2 separate regions of the Podarcis muralis genome follow, and region 2 is linked to region 1. A link is a contact called in public Hi-C data. All regions are on one chromosome and are shown on one strand. The core of a region is the stretch at or near the end of the contact, and the rest is flanking DNA. Distances in the headings are between cores, read along the strand shown. Region 1 holds the start of RPL10 (ribosomal protein L10). Region 2 holds the start of ABCD1 (ATP binding cassette subfamily D member 1).

Region 1 (5,775 bases), core at 945-3,444:
TGATGAAAGCTGCTCATATTCATCTGACACCATGTGCCCACAGAGTGGGAACTCATCAACCTTGGCCTTCTTCCTGCCCAGGTCAAAAATCCTGATCTTGGGATCTGAAGAATAGAAAGTAATATTATCAGCCAGTTCACTAAAACTCGGATTTCCTAACAGGCCAAATTAGGTGCAATCCACTCTGACCAGGCAATTAAGTCTCATCAGGCTATCCTGTTGGATTAAATTCTACATTCCTATCTGAATGCATGAAGTTCAATTTAACAGTTCATCAGGCAAAAATAAATATATTAACTTACCAGGAACACCTCTACAGAAACGGGATTTGGGGTAAGGCTTGTTCTTGCAGTATCGATAACTAGAAGAAAAAGACAGATAAGGTAGTCAGAAACAATTTTTTGAAATTAAAGTCACAACTGCTGAATATGTTAAACCAGAAATGGGGAACCTATAGCCTTGCATAGGTTGTTGAACTACGGCTCCCATCAACCCTTGCCTCTGGTCATTCACATCTGATTGGGGGTTGGTGGGTTAGAAACTGGTCCAAGATGCAGTCCCAGGTATTAGCCTTTTAAACCAATTTACTAGCCTAATGGAGTTTAGCAGTGGAAGGATGAAGAGCTCCAACCTTCCTTCAGCAGCTCATTGCATGTCTATGCTGGGCAAACATAAGGAACAGAATCCTCCTTCCATGTTGCTAGTCTGCTCACTTGCCACATTCAATTTCTTGCTGCTCTATGGCTACCAAGCAAGTGCTAAATTAGAAATATGTCTCATACAATTAATAAAGAGCATGTAGACACTTATCTGTATTTATTGGCTTTTATTTTCATACTAGTACTGTTTCTTAACAGTAAGGGAAGTTCTGTGAACCCAATAACTTCTACTTTCCCTATACATTTGGCTGACAGATCTGGCTCCCATCCCGAGATCAATAGTAATTTCTGCAGCAATGTTTACCTCAAAGTTACACCATGGTTTGGACAATCGCTTTCGGCTCAACAAGCCATGGCTTTTGAAGCTTGGAATGGGCACTTGTGAGAAGTATGTCTCCTATTCCTCATCAGTTTCTATGCAAAAATCTTGGCTTGTGTTAAGACACAACCAGGAAATCTGGATTTATGCTGGCCTGCTGGGGGTGGTGTGTGATAGAATGGCTAGTACCTGGCTTCATAAAAGTTTATGAGGCTTTGAATGAAAGTCTGAACCAGGCCATTATGTGGTCTCAGGCAAAGCCACTTTCAGTCTCAACTCTCTAAGCTTAGTATCTAATGCTTAGTGTTGTAAGAATAAAATAAAGAATATTTATGTGAAGCACTCTGAAGACTCTCACACATATTAGTATCATACTGTACTCAACTACATCCTACTCAGGAGCGCATCCACTGAAATTAGTGAACCTGTTAGTCATACCTGCTTGCTTCAGTGGGCTTACTCTGAGTACAACTAGCAGTGACTACCACCCAAACCACTAACATTATGGATATTAGGGACAAAGAACACGGGGAGGCTTCAGCCTTCGTGTCCCGCTTAAGGGTTTCTGATGCATGCATACAACTGGCAGCTGCTAGGAGGCAGGATGCAAAATGAGGCGGGCAGCCCCTTGATCAAATCTGGCAGAAATCTCATGTTTTTATGCTAAACTCACGGTGTGTGTGTGTGTGTGTGTGTGTGTGTGTACGGGGTGGGTGTTTGGGGTCTAATAGCCATCCCAGGAAGGCAACCTTGCTGCTAAGAACCACCACAGGCGGCAACGCAGAAGGGTCCACGGGCCACAAGCAAGCCGTGAAAGCCCAGAGCCCCCGAGGCGGGGCCCGTTTCGGTCGCCCACCCTCGTCCTCCCCGATGGCGGCCCCCGCCAGAAGAGGAAAGCGGGAGATGCGGCTGCCAGGAGAGACCCCTTTCGGCCTCTCCCGTTCCTGGCAGAGCCGCCTCGCCGCGTCCTCCCCCTGACGGAGCGGCCACGCGGCCTCCTCCCGGCCTTGCCCGTCCTCCGGGCGGCCCAACTCACCAGCGCGCGGGTCGGCGGCCCATGGCTGCAGGTCTGAGAGGCAAAGAGAGAGAGAGAGAGAGTCAGTCCGGGGCCGCCAAGGGAAGCGGGCCGAGCGCGGGGCCTGCTTCTCGCTCTCAGGCCCAAGCCGCGCCGCAGCCGCCTCACCCGCGTACTCACCTCGCCGAGCGGAAAGAGAGCGGGGAGCGCGCCTGCGCCCTGCTTATCAACGCTGCCGCTCTAGGACGGCCGCGGACACAGAGGTTGGGGCTTGTCTGGACCGGAAGCAGCGGAAGCTTAACGTATCCGGAAGGTCGGCGCGACACGTTAGCTTCCGGGTTGATTCTGACTCCATTTGAGTGGACGTTTAAGCCTTTAACTGAGGGATAGAAGGGCGAAGGAGGTGCCCGTGCAGTTTTAGATGGGAGATCTTAAAAACAACAACAACCCTCGTGTCAGTGCTGAACGTTATAATAGCCTCAGTATTTTGAACTGTATAACGTGTGGAATTGCCCGTGGCTTTTGAGTTAGGTGGTGCTAGTTTTCAAGGTTTTTATTCACGGGAAGGAGCTGCAATGCCTCTATCGACCTCCGCTCTTACTTGGCACTTCGAAATACAGTAACATAGTTGTTCTTTTTATACATCTATATATCTTTATCTACTGTATACTATTTTTGTTATCTTTGTACACATAAATAATAAAACATGGAGTGAAGCCGCGTACATGTACATGAGTGACAAAAAAATGGGTCACCGGGGGTGTAAAATGCTAAACATATTTTGCAGTACCGTAATAATGAGGTAAACCAGTTCAATGAATTCTTCAAAAAATCAGCTTGGGAAACAGAGTAATAGTTGTTTTATTAATGTGGCTGTAATAAGCAATTTTGTCGAAAGTTTACAGAAAAAGAAAACAAAGACTTAATTCACATTGAAGTCCAGTATGTATCATTTAACTTGCTGGCTTTCCGTATAGTCTTCAACCCCGAAACGAGGAGCAATTTTATTAAGACGTCCTTGCTTGCACAGTTCTACTCTAACTAAGGATGCATTGCAGCTCTCGTTGCATTCAGCTGAAATCATAAGCAAAAGCAACACTAAACGAAGAGCAGAATAATTAAACGAATTTCTATTCGTTTGGCGCCTACTGTGAGCCCTGCTTTCTTTGGACATTACGACCTGCTGGGTTAATAACTAATAAAATGGCAGCTGTGAGTTATTTACGGTTGCAAAGTACGAATGAGAATGCTAGGAATCCCGGAGAATATCCACCGGGAATTATAAGGATCTCAAGCTCTGTCGGAAGAGACAGGCTAAAGCAACTTTACTGCGCATGCGCTCCTCCCGCCGCTTGTGCGGGAAGACGCGGTTTCTTACGGGATTTCGTCACAGGTCTCGCGGTATCTGGATAAGACTCCTCTTAATTCGCCCCCCTCAGAAGATTGAAGGATGGCGGCTTCGGCAGTTTTGTACACTGGCAGGCAGCTGTGGAGGCCAGCCTTGTTGGCGTCCCGCTCGGTAAGACGACGGTTTCGACTGCGGTTGTGGACAATGACCTTGTCCGGAGGTGAAGAGAAACCGGCGCCGCTTCTTGGTTTCCTCTCAGGGGAGTGGGTGGGCGGGCTGCGGCAACCGTTGCCATGTTTCCGATTGGTTAAGGAGGCAGACGGCGGGTGGGACAAAAGGAGAATGGTGCTTTCGCATTGGCTGGCCTCTTATGGAAAGGTTTTTTTATTGGGCGCTTCCTTTGGGACTCGTTGCGTAGCAGATAATTTTGATTGGGCGATAGATATGAGACTAGGAGAGGAGAATTAAAGGGCTAAAAGCACAACCAAGGAAATTAAAGGAAAGGAAACAGCCCCGTTTGCACGAGGAGATGATGATGATGATGATTAGTAACCTCTATAGTAATGAGTCTGGAATAACTGCCACCCATTGCTTTCCTACAGACTTATTTATTAATTGCATTTATCTCCCACCTTTCATCCAGAGAGCTCAAGGTGGTTCACACTTTTCCTGCTGCTCCCCATTTATCCTCACAACAGCAGCCCTGTGAGAGGTTGAGAGGCTGGCCCACAGTCACCCAGTGAGCGTCATGGCTGAATGTGGATTTGAACCCTTCATTAGCAGTAAATACTTGATCATATTTGATGGGACAGTTGAGCAAGAACGCTTTGACAGAGCAAATATCCAGCTCTAGCTTCTGGCAAAGGGGAATAAATGAAAGATCTCGCCCAAACCTGTAATTTCACAGAGTCAGGCAGACACCTAGTGTTTCATTCCTGTCTTGTAAGAATCCTTTATTTCTGGATTCCCCAAATCACCTTCCTTAGCCTATACTGTTTTTCTCTCTCCCTCACAGGTGCAGGCTCTGACAGATGGCAGTCGCAGGAATGTGGCCTCGGTTTGTATTGCTTGTGCTTGCCATCCTTTGTCACAGAGAGATGTTAGGGGAGGCACTCTTGTCTTCTGTTGTACATTATTTCCCCCACAAATTCACTGACCGCTGTCTATGGACAGATGGGGAATGTAAATAGTCCTGATGTGACACCTGTTTCTAATCTCTTTACTGATTGGGCACCCGAGGAGTTGGGATCAAATCTGGTATGCAAACAAAATGTTGCAATCTAGGACAGTTTCTCCTCTTGGAGGAAGATGTTCTAATGGGCTCTGCCATGTTGACCTGCCTTTTCCATGTCTTCTCTTTGTTCAATTGGAGTAATAATTCTGACTTATTAACTGTGTAGGGAAATTACAAGGTAATAACAGTCTTGTACCTTTTAAAATCAGTGGTTAAAATCAGTGCAGTTTTCAAAGGTTGAGGCTATTATCTTGATTCAAAATGGCATCCAATTTTATCCCAACATAGATGAAAATCTGCTCCTTGATTCACAAACTGTTGTGCAAAATTTGGTTATGATATCTTGAAGAGGTATCCAAATGCATAGCAAGCAACTAACTTTCCAAAATACATGGAAAAATTAAAAAGATCTGTGGATAACATTTCAGAGGCACCAGATATACTTTCTGGACCCTTGGAAGTTTGGTCTTGTAGTCCTTAATACACTCTGGCTTCCCTGTTCACTGAAGCTGGTGTCCGTGCGGATTAGAATCCTGGTCATATTTGTTTAAAAATGAAAGAAATCTTTGACTATTGCAGCACACAGAGGAAGTCACACTCTGTAAATCGCAATACTATAATGGATCTAAGGACCTAAGAGATTGTAAAGCACTCTGCTGGTTAAAATGCTAGATGAAGGATCTTGGCAAATGTTTGGTTAACAATAAATGTTTTTTTACACTGCTGCCTGTGAAATTCCTGTTCTTTTTTCTTCCTTTCCCATCTTCCCAATATCTGTTCCTGATACACTGGCTACAGCAACAAACTATTGTAAGTAGTTTTCCTACCATTTCAGTTTTAAACTTGGAGTTACAGCCAATGGGTTTAAGTCTCCTATTCCAATTATCAAGTATTCACCATGCTGCAAATGTCCCAAGCTGGATGGTAACTGGCAAAGGGTGGTTGCTAAGACTGACACTACTGAGCTAGAATATATGGACCATTAGTCCTAAGTTGTTCTTTAGCCTCCTCTCCCAAGTTGGAAATAGTGGGCTTAAACCTTTCTTCAATTTGGTTTTGGAAACTGTCTCCTGAATGGGGTTTGATAAGCTAGAGTTGGGAATACTAGTGTCTATATTTATCACTGGAAACCAAAGGTCAGAGTGGCTAAAATTCAAGGCAATTGAGAATATCATGACAATCCTTAGTGCTGGTTGAATG
Region 2 (5,775 bases), core at 966-3,465, 140 kb after region 1:
GAACATTCAGAGATAATTGTCTTAAACATCACAAGTGGTGACACAATTCAAATGTCATCATGACTAATACTGGTCATACTCCTTTTTTCTAAAGGGCAACTGCTGCTATAGACTTTTTGTCTGAGGTGTGTGCATGTGTGCACAAATCTGCATGGTTCTAATAAATGTTTAAGCACAAAGGCTGGTCCCGTTGCTGTATTTCTGTGTGCGAATGTGACCTACAATTACCCTTAATTTGGGCAGGATGCCAAAGGTAGGAGAGTTTTCGGCCTTGGAATGTTCCTGACACAGCTGGGCTGGAATGGAGAGGGGCGACTGCAGTGTACATGTGATAAAAATGACGATTAACTTCGGTCACCATCGCCCTCAGTATAAGAGCATTCCCCCCCCCCCCGCCCCCCACCCTCACGATGATTCAGAAAACAGGAAGAGCCTAGATCCCCTGATTCCCAGCTCTCATCTGTTACTGTTATATGTTATCTGATCCATTGCTTTTCCAAATCTGGGGATCAGAAATGGTGTCTGATAAACACACTGCAACTGCCATCCAATCGCCTCCGCTAGGCAGTGCAGGAATCCTTAAGTGCCACACTTGGAAACGCCTGGGGCTGTTTTGACGGTTGAGGCAGAAGTCAAGCATGAGCAATAGAAACCAAGAAAGGTTTCTATGGAAATTTAGACTGGTGGAGGATTACTGAACATGGACAGATTTGAAGCTGGATAAATTCAGGTCAGGGCCTCAGCCTTGCCCTCGGACAAATTCAAGGAAGAAGACTACAAAGAAAAGGAAGTAAACAAGGGTGCTGGTTTCAGCTCTAGCTTGTCTCTCTATAAAGCCAACTTCACTTCCACCGGCCCAGGGCCTGGCAGGGTCAGCTGCCTCCGTTTTGGAGCTCAGGGGAAGAAGAGAAAGTGGAAAGACATATAACAAAAGAGGCTGGTGGTAAACTACCCTTCTCTGTTTCTCCAGTTCTACTACACTATAATTCCCTGTCCGGAAACCCAGGAGTCCTGGCTTCCAGTAATCCTCCTATCAGCTGATCCCTGCTTTCCTCCCAGAGAACCATGGCACGTTGCCCACTTGCTTTACCTTATGGCCCCCATAGAAAGCAATCTCTTCCGAGTTGGCGACCACCCGGGAATGCATGTAGCGCAGCTCCCCTTTCCGACGTGCCTCTTCAGCCACCAGCTGGCCAAACTTTGGCGAACAGGCACGCAGCACCTTGGCAGTGATGCAGACCACCAGGCCGGCAATGACCGAGGGCCAGGCTGTGTCGGCTCCTTTCGATCTGGCCGAGCTGAGCAGGGTATAGGAAGTGACAATCACATCCAGCACCGGCTTGGTCAGGTTCGAGTAGAGGTGAGCCACGGAGTTGGCGAAGGCCACCAGATCTTCCGTGAGAGACTGGTCCGGGTTGCGCAGGCGTCCGTCCATGTTGCTGACGCGGTAGTAGGTCTGGCCCTCAAAGTAGAGCCGATAGGCATGGTCCGCTAAACGTCCGCGGAAGGCCAGGCTCAGCTGCCCTTCTAGGTATCGAATGGCACTGTTGACAAATGTGGCAGGCAGGGCAATGAGCAGCCACTGAAGAAGCTGCCACGTAAAGTCATGCGGGTTCTTGCGGACGATGCAGCGGGCCAGGCGCCCGTCCAGCTGGGCCACGTAGACCGAGAGGAAGGTGCGGCTGGCTAGGGCGGCCGAGTGCAAGGCCAGGAGCCCCGTTTCACGGCACAGTGGCCCAGGGAACAGCAACCTCAGCAGGCGCAGCAGGCGGAAGAAAAACACCCTGTTCACCCCGGGTGGAGATGCTGCCACCTCATCGGCTGCCCCCCACTTGGAGGCTGGCTCTTCAGCACTGTGGTGCCCTGCTGAGTTGGCATTCACTTGGAGGTCAGAGGAAGCCCACTGTCGCCGCAGGACTGGGTACAACTTCTTGGCTCCATACGCCGCCACCAGCAGTGCCACCGCCGCTCTTTTCGCCGTGACCCCCTGGGCCAACCTGGCTGCCACTTTGGCTGTGGCAACTGGCATGGTGTCCCTTAGGGTGGGGTGGGGGGTACTGCCCCTTGGTCCTGGCTTCCTCTCTGCCCCCCCACCACTCCTTCTCCTCCTCCTCCAGCTCGGGTGCTCTGCTCTCTGCCTGGCTGTGGCAGGGCTGGCTCTTCAGCCAGAGTCCGCTCTCACCCCACAATGCCCAGCCCTCAGCCTGACTAGGTGGGAGGGGACTGAGCCATGGCCATCCCTTAGAACCATAGAGAAAGCCTCGGGGCACCATAGAGAGGACGGCGACAGACGGGCGCTCCTCGAGGCAGCCGCTAGGTGGCGCCTGGAAGAGTCGCGCGCGTGTTTAGCTCTTTCTCTCGCTCGCTTTTGCTCTTCCTTTAAATCGCTCGAATTCGGAGGTTTTAGACCCCGCTAGAGTCCACTGCACCAATCGCACCCAGTAAATACAGGATGTGTCCAGGCGTTCGTCTTAAATCCAGACGTTTTTGGGTTTTTTAACCCATTATTTTGGGGTTGGTTGATCTGCCGCATCCATCATTGCAAGCAATGGAGCTGTGGCTTCTAAAAAAACAACGGATGATTTATTTTCTAATTAGAAGACGCCGAGGAGGAGCATGTTCACTGCTTGCAACTCCCCGAGAGAACACAGTTACTGCGTGCTTAATTAATAATAAGTGCATGAATGTAGATGACTTTAAAGGTTTGACAATAAAACCTGATGTAACACACGAGGTTAAGAAAATATTTTTGCCATCAGGAATCTGTTTGGAGGGTAGGGTGAGAAGGGGGTGCTGTTGGATGTCGGTTTTGTTATTTTGAAAAACCAATAACATATAGAATATATTTTAAAGCAAATTCTGTGTCCTGTTGGATGTGGGGTGTGTGTATGAAAGAGACACGAGCCCTCCTGGTTCAGGACCAATGGCCCATCTAGTCTGGCATCTTGTTCTCACTGGCCAACCAGATGCCTACCCACAAGCGGGATCCGAGCACAAGAGCACTCACCTCTCCTCCAGGTTTCAGCAAGTGGTACTCAGAAGCATTGCGCCTCCAGCACTGAGGCGGAGCACAGCAATCATGGTGTGTGGGAGAATGGAAATTGCATTGCGTAGCGTTGTTAGATCATATCAAAAAGTCTTTCTGTTGTGGGTTCCAGATGTTGTTGGACTTTTAATTTCCATCAGCCCCAGCCAGCATGGCCAATGGTAAGAGATAATGAGACTTGTAGTCCAACACCATCTAGAGTAGGGATGGGCAACCTGTGGCAACCCTCCAGACCACCAGCTCCCATCGTCTGTGGTCATAGGTCAACCAAGTTCCAGTGTTTTGGAGTTGTAGTCTAAAATATATGGAAAGCACCAGTTTGGGCAGATTGTTCTAGGCAGTTACTGGGGTACCATTTCAAGCGCAGGGAGCAGCTTCCAACAAAATGGAATTTCACTTCCTTTCATGCCCTAGAAGATGCACAGTTATGGGTGCATATTGAGGGGAAATGTTTTGGCAGCATCAATGGTTTCGTGAGCTCAAGAGATAATGGACATGGTGAGTATGCTTATGTATGAGGAGAGGATTAGATTATTTTGCTAGCTCAGTAATCCACCCCTACTCAAGTTTGAACACACCAATACTTTATGTCTTTGTGAGTTCCTAAACTATACTCTGAGGTGGCGCTGTGGTCTAAACCACTGAGCCTAGGGCTTGCTGATCGGAAGGCTGGCAGTTCGAATCCCCGTGACAGGGTGAGCTCCTGTTGCTCGGTCCCACCTCCTGCCAACCTAGCAGTTCAGAAGCACGTCAAAGTGCAAGTAGATAAATAGGTACCACTCTGACGGGAAGGCAATTGGCGTTTCTGTGCGCTGCTCCGGTTTTGCCAGAAGCAGCTTAGCTATGCTGGCCACATGACCCGGAAAAACTGTCTGCAGACAAACGTCAGCTCCCTTGACCAGTAAAACGAGATGAGCGCCGCAACCCCAGAGTTGTTTGCGACCGGACTTAACTGTCAGAGGTCCTTTACCTTTATCTTTAAACTATACTCTGCTCAGTATGTTAGAGTTTCTATAACAAATAGACAATCCAAAAGCTTAAAAAACTGCTAGTGTGAGTAGGTGTACAAAGTTCAGAGCTGGCACCATAGAGATAAACATTAGACTCTGTCCTGATTGTTATCACTGCGGGTTCTTTAATTTACCCCTCAAATGTCTTTTTAATCTGAAGGAGCTAAAGGTCATAGTTCTTTTAGAGGAAGGAGCTGAAGTCCTCAAAACCCCAATGTCAGCAAAGTCCTGAAGTTTTCCCACCAGCTGCATGCAGGATGCCCATGGATGAAACCCATCCCAAGGTTTGTGATTAAGCCTCAAGATCTTCCAGTTTGCATTCTTTACAAAACAACTGCCTGGGATTTCACAATAACTCAAAGGGTTTCCTTGACTTCATGGCATGTATATATTTCAGAAAGCAATTATTTGTTGATGTCATGCTTACATCGCATCCTTATATAACCAAAGGCTAGGAAGCAAGAATGCTACTATGAGCAAGGACCCCATGACAAGTTTCACAATAACAGCCACATTAGGATCCAATAAAACATTCCTTTCAGGCTTGCTGCTAAACTGAGCTAGCCATGGTGACTGGAGGAGAGCTGGTATGTCCTTGGTGATCAGTCTGCTCCTTTGGCCGTGATGCTTGCAAAGTCTGTTTGACTACATGTATAGTGGCATCACTGCTGCAGAAGCCAGGTCCTCAATGACTGGGTACTCTGCTGTAACTATGGTTAGTATTTGTTCTGATTAAGCCAAGGTGCTGCACACACAGCAAGTGTTCAAGAGCACATATGCAAAGTGGCTGGTTGTTAATATGGCAGAGGTAGAAAAGGGCAGGTATTGTGGCAACGCTCAATTGAGTGCAATGCACCAAGCATGTGCATGCCCCTGCTTCTCTGCCAGAACCCAGTTCCAGCTCCTATTGGAATCCTCCCCATGGCAAGAATTGGAAACCGGTTCTTGGAAAGACAGTAAAGTAAAAAAAGGGCAGAACTAGAATCTCCTTTTCACTGCAGTGCTTTGACATAAACATGCCTTCCGCCCAGCACAGCAGTGTTTGGCTGGCCTGGAGGAGCCAGAAGATTAAAAAGAACCCGGGGATGTGGAGTTTGGACTGTTGGCTACTGTATTTCCACGTCTCTATCTTTGCACGGAAGAGCCTATTGCCTGCGAATGGGAACCTGAAGTCTCGTTAGCCTGGAAATCACTAAGGCCACTACCCTTTGGCATTGCCATGGCAACCGAGGTTTCCTGTAGTGTCATGACAGTTGCTCTTTTTGTTCCTACAGAGATAAGAAAATGTAGAGTAACACACCATCTAAACTAGAAGTATGAAATTAAATTGACAGCTGCCAGTGGGTCAGAGGTGAAAATTCCTTTTGGTAATTAAACAGTAGCAGCCAATTCAGTTTAATGAGATGAGTACCAATAAAAGCCCTGTTCTTTTTCAAGTACCAGAAACAGAAACCTGACTAGAACTGCATCCCCTCCATCTGTTCCTGGTTGCCATGCCACCTTTCCACTTTTTATCACGTAATTTAAAAATCAAAATAAATAAATTCGGCACTGAGGTTCTGATGAAAGCAGTGTAGCAGGAACTCCCCCACCCCAATCATTCTGTTTGCACAAACTTCACACACACTCACACTCACACACTACATACGCCACATTTCTGTTATAAATTCATAGAAAATCAACCATACATCGGATTTGCACTGTTCCATTTTTATTTTA

What was found. Hi-C and Micro-C count contacts between places; a contact is called where the count stands out from the background.
Region 2: a contact with region 1 is called in a Hi-C map of blood, with 4 times the contacts expected there. The contact joins the promoter of ABCD1 here to the promoter of RPL10 in region 1. A contact is called at or near these places in 2 of 3 Hi-C or Micro-C datasets (blood and tail).

Annotation. Positions count from the first base shown.
Region 1 is chr17:38,064,729-38,070,503 of rPodMur119.hap1.1, forward strand. It overlaps RPL10 (ribosomal protein L10), which reads right to left and starts at 2,195. Exons shown (of 7, transcript XM_028711743.2): 1 at 2,174-2,195; 2 at 2,015-2,047; 3 at 303-361; 4 at 1-104. The coding sequence starts at 2,037. IDH3G (isocitrate dehydrogenase (NAD(+)) 3 non-catalytic subunit gamma) reads left to right here and starts at 3,357. Exons shown (of 14, transcript XM_028711728.2): 1 at 3,357-3,512; 2 at 4,357-4,398; 3 at 5,374-5,385. The coding sequence starts at 3,444. It overlaps LOC114587473 (a long non-coding RNA gene), which reads right to left and starts at 3,495. Exons shown (of 2, transcript XR_003704294.2): 1 at 3,372-3,495; 2 at 2,831-3,067.
Region 2 is chr17:38,202,139-38,207,913 of rPodMur119.hap1.1, forward strand. It overlaps ABCD1 (ATP binding cassette subfamily D member 1), which reads right to left and starts at 2,216. Exons shown (of 10, transcript XM_028711684.2): 1 at 1,091-2,216. The coding sequence starts at 2,029.